Linked DNA regions of Anser cygnoides: region 1 is linked to region 2. The links are chromatin contacts, called in public Hi-C maps. All regions are on one chromosome and are shown on one strand. Each heading gives the region's core, a stretch centred on a gene start, on an enhancer-like site or on the middle of the called end of the contact. The rest is flanking DNA. Distances are from core to core; before and after follow the strand shown.

Evidence for each region. A called contact is a pair of places that touch in the nucleus more often than the background predicts.
Region 1: a contact with region 2 is called in a Hi-C map of liver, with 2.3 times the contacts expected there. The contact joins the enhancer-like site here to the promoter of MGAT5 in region 2. A contact is called at or near these places in 5 of 7 Hi-C or Micro-C datasets (fetal liver, granulosa cells and liver).

Annotation. Positions count from the first base shown.
Region 1 is chr6:34,967,826-34,974,203 of Taihu_goose_T2T_genome, forward strand. MGAT5 (alpha-1,6-mannosylglycoprotein 6-beta-N-acetylglucosaminyltransferase) reads left to right here. Exons shown (of 17, transcript XM_066999225.1): 13 at 5,089-5,235. Among named protein-coding and RNA genes, the nearest start is that of MGAT5, 100 kb to the left of the region's middle. Within about 2 kb of position 2,401, at least 1 of the 3 cell types and tissues checked has open chromatin away from gene starts, as enhancers often do.
Region 2 is chr6:34,864,906-34,870,777 of Taihu_goose_T2T_genome, forward strand. MGAT5 (alpha-1,6-mannosylglycoprotein 6-beta-N-acetylglucosaminyltransferase) reads left to right here and starts at 4,609. Exons shown (of 17, transcript XM_066999225.1): 1 at 4,609-4,774.

The DNA of each region.
Region 1 (6,378 bases), core at 1,151-3,650, 100 kb after region 2:
AACAGTTCATAATACTAGTTATATTTGAGTACACTAGGATGCAACATAATGACAATTTAGGACAAATCGAAGTTAATGCATGCTATGCAGTTTACACAGGGTTTTATGACAGGAAGTGATGAGACTAGCTTTACTCCATGCTTTGACTAGTGATTGCAAGACTGAATGGAAGATACTAGCTTGTGACAGTGAAGCACTCCTGTGCTCAGCAAGTTCCTTATTCTTCACAAACTATTATTTCTGTGAGAAGTGTGGATCCAAGCTGTAGTGTTTTCAGAGCCCTACAGGCATTTTAATGATTTTCTATACAATTGTTGTGTTGTTGGATTTTTTTTTCTCCTAACATTGAGGAAAATTCTTTGAAAACTTACTGTTCTTTTAAACAAGTCACCCAGCTAAAGGAACTTGCACCTGTCAACTTACTTTCCACTGCCTCGTTTTGCCCTTAGACAGCAAAATACCAATAGGTAACAGTCATGATTCTTGATCGGAGCTTTGCAATCCCCAAATTTGGTCCCTAAAGTAGTTGGTACAGGACACAGTTATTCTCAAAAACATGCAGCTGTGGTTTTCTTCTAGAGTACATTACAAAGCAATGTATTTCAGAATAAGTATGCTTTTCAAGCAGGAGGGGGCTGTTTGAGATTCATCATGGCTAGCTCAGCTGTGCAGTGCGTGACAAAAAGTGGAGATGCCAACAGTTCCTGATGAGAAGGTGGAGAGCCATTCATCATGTCAGAGGAAAATAGGGTAGGCAAGCTGGCAGCCTTCCTGCCAACTTAGCTGACTTCCAGCCAAGTGGGCAGCTGGAGGAGTTGGACCAGGCTGGCTTGGAAGAACCAGTACTGAATTGAAGAACGCTCCTCCTTTAGAGAAAGTTTCAGATGCAACTTTCTGCTTCCAGTCACTGTGAATTTTTGAGGGAATCCAGGTTCTTCTATTAAATGAATTTTACATTTTCTGAATGGTGATTCATAAAAGCGGGACCAGTACCCTGTTGAGGCGGTTTGGGAAAATTCCTGCTGCAACGTTGGATAAGCTTAAATAGGAAAATGAACTTTTACTTTTTTTTTATATTGCCTTTTAGGATGTAATATACTTTCTACTTTCACACACTTCACAAAAACAGTTGCATAGACGTTTAACTAGTGAATCTATTCTAAAGGAGTTTCAATCTCAAAAGGATCGACTTTTTCAGAAAGCATTTTATATTCTTGAGGAAAATATATCAAGGTAGTTAACAATAGTCTTTGTTGCCCTTCTCTTTCTGTTGTTCGGAAGAAAATATATAAAGTAGTTCAGTAAGGAGGCATACAAAAGTGATGATAAACCCGCCAGCCCAACAGAATAAATTAAATGAAGTGCACTAAAATTAAAATGGGGAGAGGAAAAGATAAACACTCCTGTTTATGGAAGTATAGCACTCAGTCTCTGGAATATGAAATATTTCTCTTAAATATTGAGCTATTCAGGCCTATACAGTTGCAACATCCATTCCTCATTTTATTCTTTTGCCCATAAATGAGAGACTATTTCTTCAAGTACTCATTTTAATAATGGTCCAATTTGTTGCTGTAAATTTCGTGAATAAATTGCTTAGTGTCAACTGAAAGTCATTGGTTCTAAAGAATACAGAATACATTTTTTTTTTTTTTTTAAATCTGCTTTTTCATGGGAGTGGTTGTAAAGCGCTCGTCAAGTTGGATGTCATGTCAGGGAAGTTTCCATTGAGCTACTACACCATGAAGAGAATGCCAGCATTGTAATCGGACAATTGGCGCCTCGGCTGATGTGGTGCTTGCTGGCCAGCTCCAGAGCCTGAAATTTCCTAACAGGGATTCAGTTCACTGGAAAGGCAGCAGAAAAGGTTCCTCAGGAGCCTTTCTTAAGAAAACCAAGGTACTCCTGCTGAAAGGTTTCAACACCTGCTTTATTTATTTCACTTGGGCAAGTGAGACCCTGGGTTTGATTTATGCAGCCCTACAGTACGGCTGGGTAGCAGACCTTGCAGACAGGGAAGTGGTTTTAAAACATACACACAGAAGGCAAAAAGACAAAACCACCCTGATGCTAATGATCTTTTTACATCTGTATTTTTCTGCTGTTATCTCCCATAGATATACTTTTATAAACTCCTCCTGACAACCATCTTGTTATGTGGCATAAGCATACACCACCTGCTGTGGCATGTGCCCACTGAAAGCGCTGTGTTAATAATAACAGCGTGGCTTTCAAAAACATTTTAAAGTTCAGAAAAACGCTCACACAGAATAAAATGCTTTCAAGAACCAACCTACCAGTGGAGTACAAAGGAATTCCACTCTGCCTAGTAATTTGGCTCCAGCTAATAAAGCAAGGTCAGGGCTGTTCCTGAATGTCGTGTACCCACAGCTACGTTATCAACCTGGACTGGAATTTTTGCGTTACGGACCTCCAGGTGCAGGGTGAAGGTGCCTGTCCTCTGTAGGCTGTGTTATCAGGCGCAGCACCTGGTAAGAGAGCACCCTGGAAGCTGTGGTCAGGAGCCTTATGTAGAGGGATCCTTATGTGGAGGCAGCAGAGGGCATTTATGTCACAAAACAGTGGAAACGCAGTCTGTTCCTAATCTGCCATTTCTCGGGGAGGGAGCCTTCTCTTCCACCCGGCCTTATCTGTACTGAGGATGGATGGTATTTCGCTGGTAGCTGAAAGCAGTTGTCCATTTTTAGTCTTTGTTGTTTCTACTGTATTTTTTTTCCTTCTTTTTCAATTAGCGACTTGCAGCATTTCTGTTACATACCTTTAGGAAGTACCTTGAGGGATTGTTTTAGCCTTTCGGGAAGTAACAAGTTGCATATAATTCAAAGGATTAGCAAATTAGAGTGTCATGCCAATGAGCTATAGAAAGGATCTGAGTTCTCTAATGCTTGCCTTTTGAATCCTAATGAATGTGGCTTTCTTGGGGCAATTAAGATAGTCCTCAGTTTTGATCTTTTTCCCATACAACAATACTTACCAAGGAACTTTAATAAGGCCAGTTTTCAGGAGCAGGGTGGAGATTCAGTTTGGGGGTCTCAGCTGAGCTTATGAAGGTGATGTGATGGAGAGTAATAGAAGACGTTGGAGGGCTGCAAGTAGGAGCTGGGGACTGCGAGCAGCAGCAACCTTGGACTCGGGGCCAGCAGGCAGCACACACAGACCCAGCATCCTAGCCATGAGGAGCATCCTTCTTTATTTCTTCAAAGGTGTGGTGCTGCTTAGAAGTAAGGTTTGAAAATGGATGTGAAACAGGTGGTAGGCTATTTATTATAGATTAAGTGTTGACAGTGTGCTCTATGCTGTCAAAACATAAAAACATGTTTCTTTCCCCATGGAGCTTCCTCCTAAATAAACGGACCAGTCAGACACAAAACTGTTCAGCAGTGCACAGCAGCAGTTTATTAAAAAAGTGGAAGACGAAGCAAACAAACCAGCCTTCTCTACATAACAGGCAAACACAGGATCATGGGAGAATTGATGCTTCAGGTGGTTTTAATTGCTGGTTCTCATCTGGTTGTCTGCTTGAACTAGGGAGTAGTTAAAAAATAATAATAATAATAATAATAATGATAATGATAATGACAATAATAACATCCTGTGTGCAGATTGCATGAAATGGTTTCATGTCTGTAATCCATTATTTTCAGGAAACTGGAGTTCCTTTAAATTAAGCCTCTTGAGGTGAAAGTCAGTATGTAACTCTTTTTTCTGACAGAAAGGTAATATATCTTATGCCATATATAAAACCCAAATTTACATAATCTAGCTTTAGTGGAGCTAGGCTTTCAGATCTGTTTTTGTCAGCCACTGGAGAGTTTCCTGCAAGATTTCTCAGCAATATAGCTGAGAAACATTTTGCAAGTGGGTGACTTTTTTTTAACCTGAAAATTGGAAACTGAAAGACCAGTATTCAGTTCCGTGCAGTGAAAATTGCATGTTCTCAAACGAGGTGAGAGGTGTTAACTTTCTTTTTAGCCAGCCAACTTGGAATTTGAACTGTTGTCATGGGTCAGAGGAGTGAGGCTGCAGTGCCTGTGCCCAGCCCGACGTGCATCAATGCCGCGGCTGGCTCCTGGAAGGGGCCTTCGGTTGTGAATGTCCTGTTACTCGGATTCACTGCCGCGTTGCAGAAAACGTAATGTAGAATAGTATAATTTGAATGGTTCTAAGTTATGAATACTTGATTCTAATAGTTACGAAGATTCCCTTTTGTTTTGAAAAAATGGGCAGCTATATAAGTGCATGCATGTACGTGAAGTCATTCAGCAGTGCTGAGAACTTGCTGATACCAGAGCTTTTCATCTCCCATTATCCGCAGACTTCCAAATAAAAATATTTAATTCAGGGGGTTTAATCATGCTAGGCCAAGAACAGGGTCAAGATCTTAATAAATGCTGTGCCACTGACAAAATATTACATTTCTTTGCGTTGAGGAAAAACACTGCCTTTTAGGAGCGCCTGTGATCTCAGCTGACAACAAGAAGAGCTTTGCAGTGCATTTTTTCTCCTTCCATTTGCCTTGGGGGCACTGAATCCACCGAAGCCTATGTAAGCCCTTGCTGACTACTTACAGCGTCTTCAGCTGCTGTTTGCTGCCATCTACCGTTTTAATTAGACTTAATCAGTCTGGCAGGAGCATGGTCGTACTGGCAAAGCCAGCAAGTTGGCTGATGTGGGGGAGAGGGGGAAGACAGTAGTGTAGCTGTTCAGGGAGGTTAGTGCTGTAAAACCTGGACCTGCCAGAGAGCCCAGCAGCTTCGTGTGAACACTGATCAAACTACCAAAGGACTTTTTTCCCCACAAAAAAATGAAAAGGTCTGTTGTTGCCTCAGCCACATGAGAAAACGCTTCAGCTCATTACAGAAGATTTTGGTCAGATGTTTGACAAGACATTCCAGTACTGCTTGGGTATGAGGAGTGAGCCACTGGATCCCTCAAGTTTTCTTCTTAATGTTACATTTTTTAGGCTTGTACATTTTGAATGTGTTATTGTTTCTTTTATGTTAGTTCTTAGCTTTTGATTTTTGTAAAGAACAAAGATTAAGATGGTCTATGTTTTCTGTTTTTCAGCTCTTTGTTGGTCTTGGATTTCCATATGAAGGGCCTGCTCCTTTAGAGGCTATTGCTAATGGATGTGCTTTTCTGAATTTAAGATTTAATCCACCAAAAAGTAGCAAAAACACAGAATTTTTCAAAGGCAAGCCTACACTCCGAGAGGTAAGCTTTGTTAATACTGGTAATTTCTTTGTGGAAAATTATTGTGAATTTCTTTTTAATACATAGTATAGGAAAAGTCACGTACATGTTCACCATTCATCACAAAAAGTGTACAACTGTCACTTTCCTTAGCCAACGATGGGATTGTCAGTCCTTATTTTTAAAGCATAATCAAAAATTTTCATTCACATACTGTAAAGCTTTACCTCTGTGTCTGTGCATTCTGCTAATGTTTGTTGAGAGACCATAAACAGGAATTTCATTAGGACACCTGATCTTCTGACCTGAACAGGTCACCATCTCTGGAGGCATTCGGAAGAGGTGTAGATGTGGTGCTTAGGGACATGGCCCAGTGGTAGACTTGGCAGTGCTAGGTTAATGGTTGGGCTTGGTCTTAGAGCAAGGACTTTTCCAGCCTAGGTGGTTCTATGATTCTGTGTCCTGTGATGCTGATGCATCATTTGAAAGTTTTTTGTTTAGCTGAGGAAACATTACTGTATACTTCTCAGGAATTGAATCGGTGTTTAAGTAAATTATAAAATAGCATTTCTGGGTTGTTGTATGTGTGTTTTTTTCCTTCAGAAAAGATCTGCTCAAGGCACTGTTGAGCGCTGGTATTAATGCTAACAACCCGCTGCGTTTGTAGTTGAACACTGAATAAATTTGGAGAACTGACTCTTCAAGAGAACAGGAAAACCAAACCTCAAGGTTTCAAAACAGCCAGGGTGTTAAGACTCTGTTAAGGGAAAAACAGTGCTAAGGAAGCCAGCCCCTCATGCTGGCAGTGATGTTCAGCATCAGATTTTTCTTCTTTGGTGTAGGTAAAATTCAGCCTACAACACTTAGAAATATTTAATAGTCACGTAGCCCTTTCTGACATGAACACTTTTACTTGTGGCCGTTCTTCAACAGTGTGTGTATGTATTTCCTTTCTGTGCTTGTCTAAAGGACAGCTCTGTGGTAACACTTGGGTGATGTGAAGCATGCACAGCAGTGTTCCCCAGGTGAAGTTGCACTTTGGCTTTATATATATATATATACTGTGCACTTAGCAGCACCAGCTATCTGATGAGCATAAGACAGCTTCCCGTTTAAAACCACGAACATAGGTTCCTTACGATTTTGTGTGCCAGAGCTGTGGTT
Region 2 (5,872 bases), core at 3,359-5,858:
GATTTTATTATCATGAGCAATTTTATATCATCTGCAGTTGTCACCTCGATATTCCTTCCCTTTTCAGATCACTTACAAACATGCTAAAAAAGCAAGGTCACAAAACAAGGTACTGAGGGATTCCAAAGATAAATTCCCTCCACAGTGACAAATGACCCTATATTCCTAATTCTATTTTTGTTTTCCTTTTTTTTTCCCTGCTCCTATTTTTTAAGCCTCCTATGACAAATCCCATAACAATTTAATTTCTTTAAGTCAGTAAGCATTTAGCTTAAGATTTTGTTTAAAAGTTGGCTGATACCTGAACAGATATCACCCCAATCAGAGAGATGGTTACCGACTCCTTAAAATAGCAAACAAACCTGGGAGCTTATTGTTTACCTCCAAGAAAGAGCATCATGTATAGATATTAATCTATTATACATATGCCATCTGTATATATCCTATGCATACTTCCAGCCAATCCATCAGAGACAGTCAGGCTAAGCCATCCATTTCCAATTTTCAGAGTAACTACAGCGCTCTCTGAAACTGGTGCCTCTGATAATTATGAAAAGAAGCTGCTTAGGCTATGTACCAGAGATAAATGCTCAGAAATTTCCTACCTTAATTCCTTTAAAACACTTGGATGAATACCATCTAGCCCTAGTACTGTTAATTTCATTAATTCAATCTAAAAACTTTTGTATTGATTTTTTTCAGTTTGAGACGATTTCTCCACAAAGATGATACTGGAATGAAAATTTCCTAAATGACTGCCTTGATAGCAAACACCAATACAAATAACCCACCCAAGTTTTCTACTGTGTCCTTTCCGCCTTTGTTCTTTCTCAGTTTTACTCCATTTCTGCCTTGACCGTGTATCTGTCGCACAGTCCCTCTGGCAAATCTCCTTGAGTGGCCAGTGACTTGTTTGCTCAGTAAAATCTTTAATTCCTCTGGGTCCAATGAAGTCTCTAAAATAAATCACGGTGCAATTTCAGTTTGCATTCAAATGAGAACACAGAGTATCTCTTGCACCTTGAGAAGTCATTCAAACCTGTGCAAGGTGGATGTAAAATATGACCATTCTTACTAATTACTATGAAGAGCACAAGACACCGGAGAATCAATCAGATCTATCAAATTTAGACTGTGCCTATGAATATTTTCAATTACATGCCACTTTGCACTGAAATGCCACTGTGATCTCTGAAAAAAAATCTCAATTTTCCTGCAAACACGGAGCTGCTTAATATACTTTTTGCAGATATTACATACCGATTGGAAACGTCTGTTTTGGTACCTAAAAGCAATGGTTTATTTCCTGTTTGATGCCTTAATGCAAAGTTAATGGAAATGTTTGTACAAATACAATTTATATTTACAATGCCTGTGGTAATGGGAAGATCTGTTGGAATACTGATCAGTTTTCTGGTGACAGAACATCATATAACCTAGTTGTTACATTTATGAACAAGGGACAGAAGAAAACCTTCACAGGCGAGGGTCAAATAATAATTAATGGGTTTGGTCTTTTGTGATGGGCAGAGTTTATAATACCTTTAAAAATATGATTCTTTCATGTCCATAAAAATTTGGTGGGAAGGATACAGCTCAAGTCTAACTGCAAAATCTTAACTGCTTTAAAAGCACGGGCTTTACCTGAATGTGGGCAAAGGACAGGAACATTTCCCATTTCCTACTCTTTCGATATTTAATCAGAGTTAAATCGAGGTTATCCTTTAGCAACCTTGAATTGTGAATGAGGGATGAAAGAGAGGGTGATTCTTCAAGATTTCAGTTTGTGATCAGAATACTAGTCGTGTTGAATATGAAAAAATACAGAGCTTCAGAATTATTTTGCATTGTACTTCAAAAAAAAGTCTGAAACATAGATGAGGCCCTGAGAAAGGTGCAATCAGACAAAAAAAGCAAGATACATTCTTGAATAAGACCACACAAGTTTTCTGATCTCCAGCATAGAGGTTGGAGTTATTTTGTGGTAAATGCATTTGTATGAGTAAAGCTGAGGGAGACCTCAGAAAGCTTTACAAGCTTATGTTGGAAGCCTCAGGACACAGCTACTGTGCTTGACAATGAAGAGAGAAACATGCTTTTCAGGAAGGTCTTTCATTTTCTCTTTGTTTCAAACTTCAGTCAGTTTTTCCTTCTTCTTTCTCCTCTTCTTCTTTTTCATTCTATTGAAGTCACATTCAACATTAATAACACAGCACTTGGCCTACCAGCAGAGCCCACCTGGTGTCTGCAAAACTAACAGCTAATGTGTGGGGTTTATACAAGAAGGCAAGAAACCCTGCACAGAAGGTATGGAGACCTTCCAGAGTCCAAACAACAGGACTTTGAAGGAGATGCAGATCACAATGTAGGTTCTCTCTAGTTCCATCCCAAGTGCGTTATTGCTTTGTTCATTCCAGAAGTATAAAGTGATGTAATGCTATGCCCATCTACCTGAGACACGTATGAGCTTTCAACCAGAACCAAGGCAGGAACATTAGAGGTAGTTGACCTCAGAAGAAAGAGATTTCTATATAAAAACATATTTTGTATATTCTCTAATAATAGGTATTTTATAATTTTGCTATTAGGAAAGGAAAACTAAATTTTACAATGACATATATGTGTTGCAATATTGTTATACCTTGCCTCTTGTTATACTTTATACTCTTGTTACGAGTCAAATGCTGACTTGAAGCAGTTCTGGAGTTAGCACTGGTAAATTCTGTGCATTTACATTTTAGGTTATCAACCACTGCTGTTCCATAATCAGAATTTCCCAAAAATCAGTATAGAAAAGTGCAAAAGAATTGGTCTCATAATGTAAACATTCCTTAAATTGTCCCTTCAATGTCTTTTAAGGATTACTTCTGTCCTTTTGTGTTGAGTTCACAGTTAACAAGCAGAACTTCATAAATATGTGACTTTTAAACATAGACTGAGCCCTCTGCTAATCTGAGGCTGTGACACAGCCTACAATCACACAAGGGACTTTTAAAGTTATCTACTTATGGCATATCTATACCCGCGACTTTCAGACACAAAATCAAGCGGGAGAACAGCGTCAGTAGGTGATACATAGAACACCTCTACCAGAACATCGTTTTTTTCTGTATTAATGGGACAGGCCTCAGAGTAAGCTGAAAGACCTCCATGAACAAGAGGTATAGCCAAGACCCTCAATCCCAGCCTTATGCAAAGTTTAAGTGTTCCCACACACGCAACAGACTTACAGATTTATCTTCTTCAACCACCAAATGTGGCCTCACAGGATGTGCTGCAGATATACCTGTGGTGACGCTCAGGAAGCATGTGCAGAGTTATATGGCGGAGTGCGACAGCCCCTGGGAAGCATGTTTCCTGGCTAATCCTTGAACACATAGGTGCCCTTCGGAGACACCCTAAATTCCCGTGTAGCACTCCCACGTGGTTCCTCCCAGCACCCAGAGGTGGTGGGGGATTAGCAGGCAGCATCCTGGAGGTGGAGAGAACTTGTGACTCAGTGATGCAAACAGGCAAGACAAGATGCCAGCATCAGGGCATTGCATTAATTGGCCCTAATGGTCCTAATCAGCCTCTCCTCGTGCTTTCACCCCCCCACACACACACTCTTCTCCTATAGGAAAAGAATGAGCAAGCGTATGGGCAAAGATTTAACCGCGACTTTCTTGCTGAGTGTAGGACAGGCCTGAGAGCTAAATCTCCATAAGCAGTGGCCTACTTGTTACACACTGTAACGAGGAATAAAGAGGTAAATGCCAGCTTATGGTTGGGTTCTCTTAACGCTTTAATGCTGCAGGGATCTCTGCTCTGTCTTCCCTTGGCCTCTTGTCCGCTGTGCTCCGAGGAGCCGTCCTTTCCTCAGAGCGCGTTCCCTGGACAGGGAGCACCCTCAGCCGTGCAGGTCTCACTTCCCTTAATGGATGTGCTTGGCTTGCTCATCTCTGCCAGGTTTCTCCATGTAGCCGTGTCAGACACAAACGCTGTAAAATCGCCGTAACTTCCTAACCCTGTATGCGGGATCACTTCAGAGAGCTATTAGCTAATAACTCCTACTTCTGCCTTTGGACAGGGCTCTGCCGAGGGACTTGCGTTGTTATTTTCTGGGTACGTTACTTCAGCAATTGATCACATCAAACTCAAAAGTGACTGATGAGCGTTACATCACCTCCTTTGTGTGCGCATCCGAAACCACAAGCCTCAGATGAGCGGAAAACAACCGAGGCGCGGTTGCCAGCGCCCTCCCAGCCGCTTTGCCCCCCTGTGCCAGCAGCCTGCCCACAACGGCGGACCCGTGAGGATTCTTCCCCCCCGGGGCAGGAGGCAGGAGGGCGGCTGGAGGAGCGGCGCCGCCCGCCAGGGGTCCCCCGCCGCCCGCAGCCGCCCCCTGACAGAGCGCCGGGCGCTGAGGGGGCGGCGCGTTCCCGCCCTTTCTCCTCCTCCTCCTCCTCCTCCTCCTCCCCGCCGCCTCCCGGCCGGGCTCGCACTTTGCACACGCTCCCTTGCCGTGCCTTCAGCCTGTCATAGGCGCGGGCGGGCGTGCGCGCGCGCATTCCCCCCCCCCCCCGTTTCCCTCCCCTCTCCTTAGGGCCGCGCCGCTCTCCCTCCTCCTCCTCCCCCCTCTCTTCGTCCTCCTCCCCCCTCTCCCTCCGCGCGCGGCACTTTGCAGACGCTCCCTGCGCCCTCCTGCAGGCGGCCCGGCCGCCCCTCAGGCCGCGGGCCCATGGGCGCCGCGCCCCGCCCGCCGCGGGGGGCTGCGCTCGGGCGAGGCGCTGAGGTGAGGCGAGGCGAGGCGGGACGGGGGGCGCCTCACGGCTCCCCCGCCGGGGCCTTGGGGGGCGGCGGGGCCCGGCTGGGAAAGCTGGGGGGGGGTGGAGGGGGGCGCGGGGGTCGTGGGGTGTGGGGGGGAGTGAGGGAAGATGGCCCCCCGGGGTGACGCCCGGTTCTTCTCCTCAGGGCGCCCGCTGCTTCTCCTCAGGGCGCCCGCCGCTCCTCGCCCGCGGCCGGTGAAGTTTGGGGGCGGCGCTGGGTAGGGGCTGGGCACATCAGCCCCTCAGAGCCGCGGCGAGGCGGGTACGTGATGTGCCCTTTATGCTGAGGGCTCGCTGCTGGGCTCCGTGCCGTTGGGGTACCCGCTCCTGTTCCCCTCAGCGGCTCTGCCGCCCGGCCCCGTGAAGTAGTGCGGTAGCTTTCCCCGCGGCGTGACTCGCCGCCCTCGCTGCGGCCACGGAGGGGGGCTCGGTGCGAGCCCCGCACCGCTGCGAGCAGCCTCCCGTGCGGCGAACCCAGCGGGGCGGAGGGGATGGCAGCCGCCGTGCCGGCCCCGCGTCCCCCTGGGCAGCTGGCTGCAGGGGCAGGAAGGCTGCGCCTCCGCTCCCGGATCGATGGGCTGCTCGCGGCTCTTCCCAAATAGTTTTGCCGTTTCGTAAAGGACTGACGATCTCCCTTAATAGGAGGAACCGGTTAGTTCTTGTTGTTCGTTGTTGGAGCCATTTTGCCTGGGGACACTCGGTCCAATGTAGTCGGAATGGGTGATTTACCTTTCCCTTTCTTCATCTCGTGTAATGACTGGGTTCTTCATGAGAAATTTTGCTTACTGCGGGACCCACGGTTCACATAGTTACTGGTGGCTGTGCCAAGCCTAATAGTCGTAAAAAATCCATCACATTTCTTTTTCTGGTGTTTTTATTGCATATAAGGCAACTTGCAGTACTGCTTTCTGCTCTGTACCTGCACAGGAGAATATAGAAAATAGTTTAGTCTTAAGCAGAGCAGTATGTGTATTGAAAGGACCATCTACTCACCTTAATTTAAGGCATATAGACTGTTTTCTCGTTCTCCTATGTAGAATATGGATTTATTTTCTATGAGCAAA